Linked DNA regions of Mus musculus: region 2 is linked to region 1. The links are chromatin contacts, called in public HiChIP or PLAC-seq maps. All regions are on one chromosome and are shown on one strand. The core of a region is the stretch at or near the end of the contact, and the rest is flanking DNA. Distances in the headings are between cores, read along the strand shown.

Region 1 (5,941 bases), core at 780-3,279:
CATGTCTGACATCCAAAGCGGTGGAGCCAATCAACTATGGACTGAGATACCCCAAACCGTAAGCCAAAGCAAATCCCTTTCCCTTCAAAATTGTTTTCCTCTGGTATTTGTCACCATGATGTCACAGGGTAGCTGACAGCAATACCATGTGCACACCAGCTCATATGCTGTGTCCTGCCCATCTCTCTAACAAGTCCTACGAGCTTCTAGTGTGGTTCCCCAGAGCTTTCAGCTCTACCTTCTATCCCAGTCAGGCAAGCACTGACTTCATGGAAAGAAATTTCCTGCATGGATTTGAAGCATAGGCGATAGAGACAAAAGACTCCAGAGGGCAGTAAGAAGCCCACAGCTTTGCTCAAATGAATCAGCCTCAGTCACAACTGCAGCCAGGTTTTATTGACCTCTAATTTTACTTTTGGTTCCTGCTTCTCATTTGGGGACCATATTTAAAAATAAAAACAACCTTTCTTCCCCAATAATAATTTTAAAACACTTCTCGTGTTCCATCATCTATCACAGTTGACAGTGTTAACCAATGGCTGGCAGCATGGTGGCAGTTACTGGAAGAGTGTGAAAGAGTGATTGGGAAGGAGAGGGTGAGTCTGAAGTCCCAGGAGGACTCAGAGAGTAATTGTGGGTGTAAGGGAACTGTGAGCATGACACCTCTCTGCTAGACACTGGGTTGAGGGTTTCCCCTATCCTTCTACAGCCATTTTATGTCACATGTAGGTGTCGTAGAAGAAATGCTGGCTATAATCGATGTCAAGTTGGGTGCTGTCTTGACCACTGTTCCTCTGTCGAACCAGATGTATCTGGATTGAGGATAACCACTTGCTGAGTGTTCCTTTGCGACAGACACTGAATGCACTAAGGGTATTATACTGCACAGCAGGCTCTGTACATCACCTTCATTTTAAAGAAAGGTTAGTGTGAACCAGAGACAGCAGAACCACCAAGAGTGACAGCCCAGAAAACGACCAGCTGCTGGCTCGTCTCCATAAGCTTTTCTTGTGTCCGTGGAAACCGTGTCAGAAATTCTACAGAGAGCTTGATAAATGAGCCTTCAGTACTGGGTTCAAAACAGAATTTGAAGAGCCTAAGGCAAGTTCTATACGCGATTAAAACACTTCATAAAAATCGTAGAACGTTACATTTCTCTTTAGTTTCTTCGGCAACGGCTGCTTCCTGACAGTACTATTTATTACGATAACTATTCAGTCACGATGACCTCAATCTATTGTGAATTGGGGCAGAAATATGCCACTGCCGTGATTAATGATGATAAACATCTGTAGAGTCGAAGGTTCTAGCAAGAGTAAAATAAAGATAAATACATATCAGCCTGGGGTGACAGCTCGGCTGGTATAAAGTACTTGCTCCACAAGTGTCTGAACTCAATCTGCAGAGCCCACAGAAAAGGAGCCAGGTATGGTCTCCTGCACTTGTAATCCCAGCAATGGGGAGATTGAAGCATCTCTGGGGCTTGATGGATGGCGGCCTGCCTAGCCTAAGAGGCCAATGAGAGACCCGGTCTCAAAAACATCAGTAGATATGATTTTTGACCTTGAGCAACGACACTCGAGCTGGGCTCCTGGCCTTCACATATGCACACGCAGATATTCACATGCATTTGCACACATGTACGTATACAAGAACACAGAAACGAAAGTGGGTACGGGTGGAACTGGACGCCAAAAGCTGTAAAGGAAGGGAAGCCCTTAGAGAAGCTCACCCTCCTGGATGACAGTAACATTGGATCGCAATGCAGAGCAGAGTAGCCGAGGTGTGTGGTTCAAGACCAGCATCATTCAGAGCCCACCTGCTGCCGTTCTAATAGAGGGATGTAGGAAGAAAGGCAGCTTGAAGAGCCACGAGTGTGCTGTTTCCCCAACACGCACATTGGATTCCAGGCGCTTCTAGAGTCTTGCTCGTGCACACTTGCATACCAGTTGCTTCTCTTATCCCCTTTGGCACATTTCTTCAGCTAGCACACAGCTGCTTATCTCCCGAGTAGTATCTCCCTGGCGACTGCTATCCTCTCAGCTGCTGAGGGGCCATGTCCTTTAAATCTCCCAACTGTCTCCCTTACTGTTCAGCACTGGCTCCCTTTATCTGCAGGGATTTTTTTCCCTAATCTTTCCCAGCTGCCACTTTGGGCACAGTGACTGTCTCTGGGGTCTCTCAGAGTCAAGTGTTTCAGCTGGGACCAACCAGGAGGGAAGGGACAGAGCCGCTACAACGATGCATTATGAAAATGAGCCTCAAAACTACCAAAAATAAAAATAAGAATGAATATCAATGTAGGGTCAATGTATGCTCCTATGCTCCATGAATCAACCCCTGCGTTTCTACAAGGCTGAGATCCACACCAAGGCTCCGAGATGTCTGGATGAGGCACTGAATATCTATCTCCAATAAGACATGGCTGCCCTTAGAAATAGAGTATGACTGAGCGGGCCTGAGTTTCTGCTCCCCTCCCTCAGAAGGAAACTCCACTGGGTCCCAACGTGAAAGGCTGGAGACTAGAGAGAAATGTCATATTGGACTCTATGTTCTGACAAGAAAATTCATTACTAACTACTTCTCGTGAACTCTAACCGTCTTCAATCGGTACGACTGTCGTTCTTCCAGGTAATTCTCACAAGGTGATTTTATGAGGTTTCCCAGGTTTTCTTAATGTACTGAGTTCTGAGTACTGAATGAGGTTTCTTCTTTTTCCTTAAGGTATGATCTTAGTATTGAGGGAGGTTACAAGCTTCTAAATAGAGACTTAAGGGCCCCTACAAGCAGAGGGACAACTGTCAGGGATGCACACTGCTAGACACACATGGGCTTTGGCTTAGCCATGGTCACCCCTTACTTCCCACTTAAGAAAATGTCCAAAGATGAGCTAAATAAGGCAGTGCATACCTGCATCTCTAGCCATTGGGAAGCTGAGGCAGGACAATCATGGGTTTGAGGTCAGCTTGGGTTATGTGGCTAGACCCTGTCCCAGAAACTGAAAGAAAGAAAAGGAAGGAAGGAAGGAAGGAAGGAAGGAAGGAAGGAAGGAAGGAAGGGAGGGAGGGAGGGAGGGAGGGAGGGAGGGAGGGAGGGAGGGAGGGAGGGGAGGAGAGAGAGAGAGAGAGAGAGAGAGAGAGAGAGAGAGAGAGGAGGCAGACTTAAAGACTATACAGGTGTCTTTGGAAATAATGCTGAGGTTGGCCAATATTACACAAGAAATTTGAACAAATTTATTAAAATACCTTTGCATTAATAGCCTGCTATTAAGATAATTATTATCTCAAAGAATGACTTCAGCCACACAGAAGCAGTTCCCCACAATATAAGGGGAAATCAATAGGAGAATGTTGTATGGTTAACTCATTCTAAACCTGAAGTGGGAAATATCAACCCAGTAAGGCCTATCTGAGCTGAGAGACTCCTGCTGACAGTCGGGCTGCTGCTGTGTTGTTCACTGCTGTTCTCCTTCTCCTTTGTTAAACAGGTTTATGGTGGCTCACAGAAGCATAAGTGATTGTCAGGAGGTCACATCTCCAGAACGTGTCTCTATCACCAAAGAGTCCCCCAGCCAGCAGTTGCTTAGCCATCACATGACCCCTGAGAGAGAGGTCCTGTGAGTCTCCCTTTCCACTAAGCAATCTTCCAAATCCAAGCCAATCGTCCCAATGACAGCCTCTTCCATGTCCCTTTCTTCCTTTCCCTAGATCACCTGATCCCTCCACTATTCATCCAGCCATAGAAAAGTCTCTCCCTTTGAGGAGTTGCTTGGACACAACCATCCCCAGGTTGCCTTGAATGAGTGCACTTGAGAGTTGCCAAAGGGACAGCTGTGCCCACCCAAGTGAGGCTGAAACACTGGGTAGTATTTGTCTAGGGTGACAGGAGCCCTTACCTAACAGTGAGACACATCAATAATCAATGGCCCCACAGAGAAAGAACCCCATGAATAAGAGATGCTGCTGTTTGGAGAAGATGAAGTCGGCGGTGCTCTTGTTCCACGGAAACGGGATACACTCAGAATGACACAGCACTCTCTGAACTTTCCAGTTACGCCACCAGACAGCTTAGAGCAGAAGCACCTCAATATAGTAGTACCCTCAGGGGTGCCAATTTCCTCGGGGTCAGAGTCTGGTCAGCAACACTCTTGCCTGGAGGTATTTTCCCCCTTAGAACTGGTCAAGGGCACTGAATTATGATGGCACACTGATATATATAATATATATAATATATGTATGTATGAATATATATATATATATATATATATATATATATATATATATATATATATATATTACTATTTAAGTACAGCCAATGTTCATCTGGGTGGTTTTACATCCAAGATGAAAGACTAAAAACTAAGACAATCCCCAAATATATTTTCTACCCCATTTGGAGCTTACCATCTTCCAGGTCTGTCTAGTTTTCTTTATGGTAGCATTTAATTATTAATCCCTCCTGATTTGTAGGATCTAATTTAAGGCTGCATTAATAGATTGCTCACTAGAGAGTTTGCCAAACCCGTGGCAGGGCAAAGTCATTAGAGTCTGCCGACGACAGGAGCAGACCTGGAGGCAGAAGGATTTGCAACTGAGTCTGCACTTCACCGTGTATCTGTCCCCCGTGGGGCCTTGGGGACTCACATCTCTTCTCATCGGAAGGTGTTTATAACATCTCACAAAGTGTGGAGACTCCAAAATCAAAGTAAGCCATGTATGAAACATTGCATACATGCTGGGTTATGTGGTATATGAGTATGTGTGTGCACTTGTGTGTGTATGTGCCCCCACCCACAGTCACATGTGGTGGGGCAGATGTCTTCCTTTTTTGCTAGCCTGTTTTTTTTTTTTTTCTTAATGATCTTGGAGATCATCAGTTTTGCCAGACTGGCTGGTCAATAAGGCCTTGGGAATCTAACTGTCTCCATCTGCCCAGAGCAGGGTTACAGGTACAAGCTACCATACCCATCTCTTGAAGAAGATGCTGCGTTTCCAAACTCAGGTTCTCATGCTTGCTGAGCAAGCACTCTACCTACTGAACCATCTCCCTTACCTCATGTTAGGTGTCTTGGATCATTGTTTTTCTTAACTATTGGCCCAGCAAGTATTTACTGAGTGTGTAATATATTCTAGTTATTGGGAGCACAGAACTAGGAAATCATACACATTTGGTACTCTTGGAGCTAACATTTGAGGAGGAGAGGAAACATCCCTCCTTAAAGATAAGTATGTTTTTCATGGTGGTTAAACAGAAGTAACCCTGAATATAGCAGGAAAAGGGACAGTGGCCAAGGGCAGAAAAGGAGGCTGGCCTCATCTCTGTCTCTCTAATGACATTTAAATAGAAAAGGAAGCTAAGAAAGCAAGTTTCATGAACACTAGAGCAAAGAATTTTTTCAGAGACAGGGAAGTACTTGTGTGAGGACTCTTGAGGCAGGAGGATGACTGCTGCGCCAGAGGTTGAGCCAGACTGGAGAAAGGAAGGGGGAGTATAGACTGACATGGGGCTGGGGTGGGGTGTGGGAGAACTTGCAGCATCGGACAGCCTGTGATGGCATTCTGGGTTAACCAGTGTGATCGGCAGCTTTCTCTACAGGACATGACCTAGAAATTACCTGGGGGAGAGTCTCATTCTCATGTATATAGAAAAACATGGCTCACTGTGGACAGTGCCACTCCTAGGCAGGGGGACCTGAGCCGTACAAGATTAAAGAAGCTGAGCTGAACACAAGCAAATAACCAAGTGCACATGGACCCATTTCTCTTTGCTACTGACTGTAGGTGTATGTGACCAGCTGTTTGAAGCTCCTGCTTTGAGTTGGCCACATGAGGGACTGTATCCTGGAATTGGAAGCTCAAGCAACCCCCTCTTTCTCATGTAAGTGGCTTTCTGCCAAGTTAGTTTTTAATCACAGCAACAGAAACGAACAACCATACCTGGC
Region 2 (5,896 bases), core at 2,811-5,310, 58 kb after region 1:
TCTCTCTTGGTATCCCAGGGCCTTTGCACACACCCTCGCCCTTGATGTTCAATTCCTAACTATAAAATGATGTCATGTTTGCTTATAACTTAGACTGTCCTCTATTGTGATTTGATTGCTTCTTGTACCTAGTTAATGAAAAAAAATCACAGAAATAGCCCTAATGGGCTGCTTAAAGATTAATGACAAGAATAAAAATTGTATATGTCCCCTATATTCTTTTTATTTTCAGATATTGTAAATCTGAGGTTGGTTGGATTCTGGGATGTGGAAGCTGTAGAGATGGAAGTCAATGGCACTGGTGTTTATCTTGCTTACAATGCTGCATTCTGGGTACCCGAGACGTGAGGAGTACCCAGTACAAATCAACTATTTGTAGAACAAATGTTCTCAAGGCATCTGCTGGTATAAATGCCTACTGGTAATTTTCCACTGGGAATTTGTTAAAATAACACCATGAAGCCCTGCAGTACATTGGCAACATGCTCTTTCGGTCTTTCGGCTCTAGAAAAGGCAGGCATGTTACTGGAGAGACAACGTCATTTTCTTGGCCTCCTTGAGGACCAGGAAAAGCCATGGGGAAGAACACCGTGTTCGTTGCATGTTTTTATTTGCCAGGGAGAGCCCCTGCCAGTGAAGCAAAAGAGATTGTGATCAAACACTTATGGCCAGTGGTCCAGTCTCAGTGGTCTTAGTAGCCATGAAGATGGGACAGGAATCACAGAGAGACCTGGTCACCTAGAATAGATTCTTCTGAAGGAACACTCTGGAATCCAGGGGCCCTCTCTGTCTCCATGGGCCATCACGACTGCTCCTTAGCTGAGAGTATTTAAAAAGACTCACTTGCTCTCCATTTAACACACCCCTAGGAGGGGAGAAATTCTCACCAAGCAAGTTCAACAGTGGTTAGCAACCTACAAACCAGCCCTACACACGTAACCCGCCAGAGTCAAATGCTCATACCTTCCAAAATACCAGAGGCCAGACTATTAAAGCATCAGAGACATTGAAGAGGGGGAATCCTGAGTGCCTTGGCCCTCTGGGCTGGGATCAGTGCTCTCACAAAGAGATTGGCAGGAGGTGTGTAGCTCAATACACAAAGGTGCTTGGTGCTGAATCTGTCACCCTCTCTATCCCTAGGCCCCGTGTGATGAATTAAAAAAAAAAAAAACCTCCTACAGTTGTCTTCTGACCTCCATATATGTGCTATGACACATGCATGCAAGTACATACCGCACAAAATAAATAAATAAATCTAGTAGTAACATTTTTATTAAAAACAACAACAATAACAGTCTATGAGGAACACTCATCTCTTTTGCTCCTCAACCATGAGAGGGCACACCATTTATCTATCCCCTTTTTGCCTGCCCTATCTGCTCTCCACTATGTGAGCAAGGGTGCCTGCCAGCCTGGAAGCCAAATACTAGTCTGCTGGGTCTTACAGTCCCCCACCTCCAGAACCACAAGAAATACATTTCTATCGTTTATAAACCATCAAATGGGCATGTTGTCAAAGCACCCGGTTTCAGGCGCTCCTTTACAGCACACAGAAGACTAAGACAAGACCTCAGGAGACCCTAGAAACTACAGAAGCCTAGATGTGTGTGTGTGTGTGTGTGTGTGTGTGTGTGTGTGTGTGTGTGTGAGAGAGAGAGAGAGAGAGAGAGAGAGAGAGAGAGAGAGAGAGAGAGAGCAGATGTTTGTGCATATGGTTGCTATGGAGGTCAGAGGACACCCATGAGCTTTGTTCCTCAGGAGCTATTCATGCTCTGAGACAAGGCATCTCTCACTGGTCCGAGGTTGTACAAGTAGGCTAGTCTGGTGGGCCAGCAGACTCCAGGGATCTGCATGTCTCTGCCTTCCCAGCCCTGGGATTAGAACCATATTAGAAGTGTGCACATTGTATATGGGGTCTGAAGAGCATGCTTGGTTCACCAAGCTTGCAAGGTTAGCACTTTGCCAACTGAGACATCTTCCCTCCTCCAGGCTGAGTTTCAAGGTGCTGGAGTCAGCTACTACGTTGAGATTCACAGAAAAAAAGTTCATTCAAAACTTTTGTCCTATGTAAAGAAGAACAGACGTTAGAATAGGGCTGAACACACTGAACATGCTTCATTCGTTCTTCTCTTTGACCACCACACACAAACAAGACATTGCAATGCACCATTTACATGGCATTTATAACATATCCCAATATGTAATATTGTAAAAACTGTAAAGCCATCTGGATGCGATCAGAGTGCAAGAAGGTTGCAGAAGTTTGTGACCACACATGCCATGGCCTTTTATAGAGCAGTCTTACACATCTTCATATCTTGATATCTGCAGCAGGCCCTGGGACCCGTTCCCCAGACACAGAAGGACAGCTGGGTTAAGTAGCAAGAAGTGTTGGATTAAGTTGTGGATAACTGTGGACGCTGGTGCATCGAAGGTATGATGCATGCCTGTAGTCTCAGCATTTAGGAGGTGGAAGCAGAAGGATTGCTGTGAGTTTAGGGACTTAGAGTTTTACGCCAGCCTGGCCTGTATCCTTGTCTCAAAAGCCCAGTATATGTGTTCATTCAAAGCACATGTGTCAGCACAAATAATAAGCAGGTCTCCATTTACTCCAGACAAAAGAGAGTCAAGAGGTGCCTGCTAGGCATGGCTCCACAGTTGTGGGCTTTTGACAACACCAAGAGCTGAGTTAAATGTGATTTTTAACATCGACAGTTGTGGTAGTTTGTATGTAACTGGCTCCATTAGGCCCATAAGGGAGTGGCATGATTAGGAGGTGTGGCTTTCTTAGAGTGGGTGTGGCCTTGCTGATGGAGTCACTGTGGAGGTTGGCTTTCAGGTGTTATATGCTCAGGCTATATCCAGTGTGGTATGCAGTCTCCTCTTGCTGTCTGGAGATCAAGATGTAGAACTTTCAGCTGCTTCTCCAGCACCATGTCTACCTGCGTGCCACAGGCTTCATGCTATGATGATAATGGACTGAACTTCTGACTAATACCCAACCCCAACTAAATATTTTATTTTATAAGAGTTGCTGTGGTCGCTGGGCCGTGGTGGCACACGCCTTTAATCCCAGCACTTGGGAGGCAGAGGCAGGTGGATTTCTGAGTTCGAGGCCAGCCTGGTCTGCAGAGTGAGTTCCAGGACAGCCAGGGCTACACAGAGAAACCCTGTATCGAAGGGAAAAAAAAAAAACGAAAGAAAAGAAAAAGAAAAAGAAAGAGAAAAAGAAAAAGAAAAAGAAAAAGAAAAAGAAAAAGAAAAAGAAAAAGAAAAAAAAAAGAGTTGCTGTGGTCATGGTGTCTGTTCTCTGCAATAAAACCCTAAGACAACAGGGAACATTGGCTTTACCAGAATCCCCTTTACTACACAATTTTGAGAGTTTGCTTTTTGAATATCTGTAGGGCCAGGCATAGTGGATCTGTCCATTAATCCCAGCACTCTGGAAGCAGAGGCAGGAGGATGTCTGTGAGTTCAAGAACAACCTGTTCTACAGCAAGTCCCAGGGCAGCTAGGGCTTTGTAGGGAGACACTTTCTCAAATTTTAAACAAAAGAACATAAGCTATTACATTTCTCTCTCCCCCTCCCTTCGTCTGCAGCTTTTCCCCTTGACAATCATTCATTCAGTGAAGAGCTTTGTGTCCAGTATTCCAGACTCAGATGAAAATCGAAAATCGATCCTCTCTGTCTAATTATGCTAACCAGAGAGAAACGCTTCCAGTTTCGTCAGCATAGACCATACATATATAAAATAAGGGGCAGTGTCTACAAGTAAAACAGTTGCTGGAGTAGGCCGGCCAAGGATTCTACTCGTTTCTAAATAATCAGATGACTTTTTAAAGTTTCTGTATATAAGTTACTTGCCCCAGATCTACAATCTATCTGAAGAGATACATGCATTTGCTCTCCTTTATCCTTTTCTTTGAGTTGGAGGATATTCGAGGTGCTCCATTCTCCCTCTCTTTGTGCGGGTCACTATGCAGCCCTACCCACCCCCAACCCCCTTCAGGGACCGCCAGACCTTTTCAGAGCTCTTTGCAAACCCGCAGGAGGAGGCGAAGGCATTTCCTGCTTGCACCGGCGATCGCCTCTGCCCTCCTATCTCTCTTCTCCCACGGCCCATCTGTGTCTCCTCTCTGCTCCCTTCCTTGCCACCCCCGCCCTCGGCTGGGTGCTCCCGGCCCCTCCCGCGCCCGTCTGTATTTGGAGCTGCCGGAAGCTGCGGGCGACTCTCCCCGAGAGCAGCGTGACCGACTCGGGCTCCCGTGCAGGGGGGAGGCGGAGGCAGCACCGGGCCTGCGGGAGGAGGGCGCAAGTGGCCGGAGCCGGCTTTGCATCACCGAAGCCAGGACCTGAGCTCTACAGCAGGTCAGGCTGGAACGCGGAGGGGGACGGGGGGGGGGGGGGCGGCGAGGAGAATGGGGGGCTTGCCTGGACACCCGGCACCCAAGGCCGGCGCTCTCAAGTTGCGCGCCCCTGGTAGGGTGGGAGATGGCCAGGGCGCGGGGAAGAAAGGCGAAGCAGACTCAGGGATCTGAGGCCACCCAGATGTGAGGACAAGGGAAGTGAGGACCGGAGATGTGAGGATCTGTGATGCGGGGATCTGACACTGGGGCAGTCCTCATCTGGGTCAGCTCAGCCCAGCGCTCCAGCTGCTCGCCTGGCGCTGAGGACCGCGAGTTTCGGGCTGGAGGGCCACCTATGGCCTGCCCGCCGACAACCACCGCACCCTAGGCCGGTCTAACTTCAAGGGGTCTCCACTGCTCTGCTTTGAGCTTTCTGAGGGTTCCCGGGTGGGTGTCATTGAATTAGACCTCGCCAGTGCCACCTCAATCCGAAGGTGCTGGAAGGAAAGGAAGGGACCTGGCTTCTCTGCAGAATCTGACTTGAGGCCATGAGTCACTTCTAAAAAATGCACACGCAACTGATGCTTTGAAGGGACCGCTCTGAAAATGGTACCCCTCAGCAGCTCTCTGACTGTCCCATAGGGGGTTGTTTGTGACATCAGCAATCTTGTCGTCATCTTTAGGCGGATGGCCCGCCATGCACATGAGACTATTTATTCTCATCAACACCACAGAGGCTGTGCATTAAGTCATGTCGGAATCCAGGCGTTCTTTATGTGAGTTTGTGCTTTTAGGACTTGTATTTAGAATTAGGTCTAAAAAGTTTACCAAGTGGAGGTGAACTTTGTACAGCCAAGACTTGCGTCTTGGCCTGAGTAATCAGGAGAAGGCAGAAACAAACGGAAAAAAAAAAAAAAAAGAAAAAGAAAAAGAAAAAGAAAAAAGAAAAAAAGGGGGGGGGGAGTTTATCAGAATTGCTTGCAGAGAGAGCACTGCCTGTTCGTTTGGCTGCTTGGTTTGTTGGTAGACAGAGCTTTGCCATGGAACCCCAGGCTGACCTCAAACTGTTAGCAATCATTCTGCTTCCGAGCTGAGATTACAGGTGTGCTCCTCTGCTTCCGAGAGGCGGACTTACTCTGTACCCAGACTAGCCAGGAACTCGCCATTAGCCCAGGTTGACTTCAAACTCACAATCCTCCTGCTTCCGGCTTCTGAGTGCTGGATTACTGGTAGGCACTGCCACACCTAACGAAGGTGTCTCAGAAGTCTTGCTGACGTAGCTGGGACCACTTTGTGGAAAGTAACAGTGGTGTCTGTCTCACCTTTGGAGTGACTTCGATTTGCTGGGGTTTTGTTAGAATACAAGCCTGCTGAGGGCAGGGAGGGGTTCGGGGTGGTTCTGCGTGGTTAGGGACTGAAAGCTGGTACAGAAAGCTGGTGGAAAGAATTAATTCGATCACTTGCAGTCAGAGCACGGTATCTTGACAAGACTGTACCTTTTTTTTTTTTTTCTTAAGAAAAGACTTATTTCTCCACGGATCCTCGAATC

Evidence for each region. HiChIP or PLAC-seq counts read pairs in DNA pulled down with a chosen protein or histone mark.
Region 2: a contact with region 1 is called in an H3K27ac HiChIP or PLAC-seq map of heart atrium, with 5 read pairs. The contact joins the promoter of Cap2 here to the enhancer-like site in region 1. A contact is called at or near these places in 2 of 39 promoter capture datasets (pre-B cells and trophoblast stem cells), 5 of 484 Hi-C or Micro-C datasets (cortical neurons, forebrain, myocytes and 1 more), 4 of 115 datasets of contacts at active chromatin or transcription factors (craniofacial prominence, embryonic stem cells and heart atrium) and 3 of 9 other capture datasets (adipose tissue, liver and pancreatic islet).

Annotation. Positions count from the first base shown.
Region 1 is chr13:46,442,197-46,448,137 of GRCm38.p6, forward strand. No RefSeq gene overlaps it. Among named protein-coding and RNA genes, the nearest start is that of Rbm24, 27 kb to the left of the region's middle. Within about 2 kb of position 2,030, at least 3 of the 459 cell types and tissues checked have an H3K27ac peak or open chromatin away from gene starts, as enhancers often do. A contact at or near this core is called in heart atrium, where this site is marked.
Region 2 is chr13:46,497,843-46,503,738 of GRCm38.p6, forward strand. It overlaps Cap2 (CAP, adenylate cyclase-associated protein, 2 (yeast)), which reads left to right and starts at 4,061. Exons shown (of 13, transcript NM_026056.4): 1 at 4,061-4,369. It overlaps LOC115488182 (a long non-coding RNA gene), which reads right to left and starts at 4,108. Exons shown (of 2, transcript XR_003950691.1): 1 at 4,023-4,108; 2 at 1,255-2,891.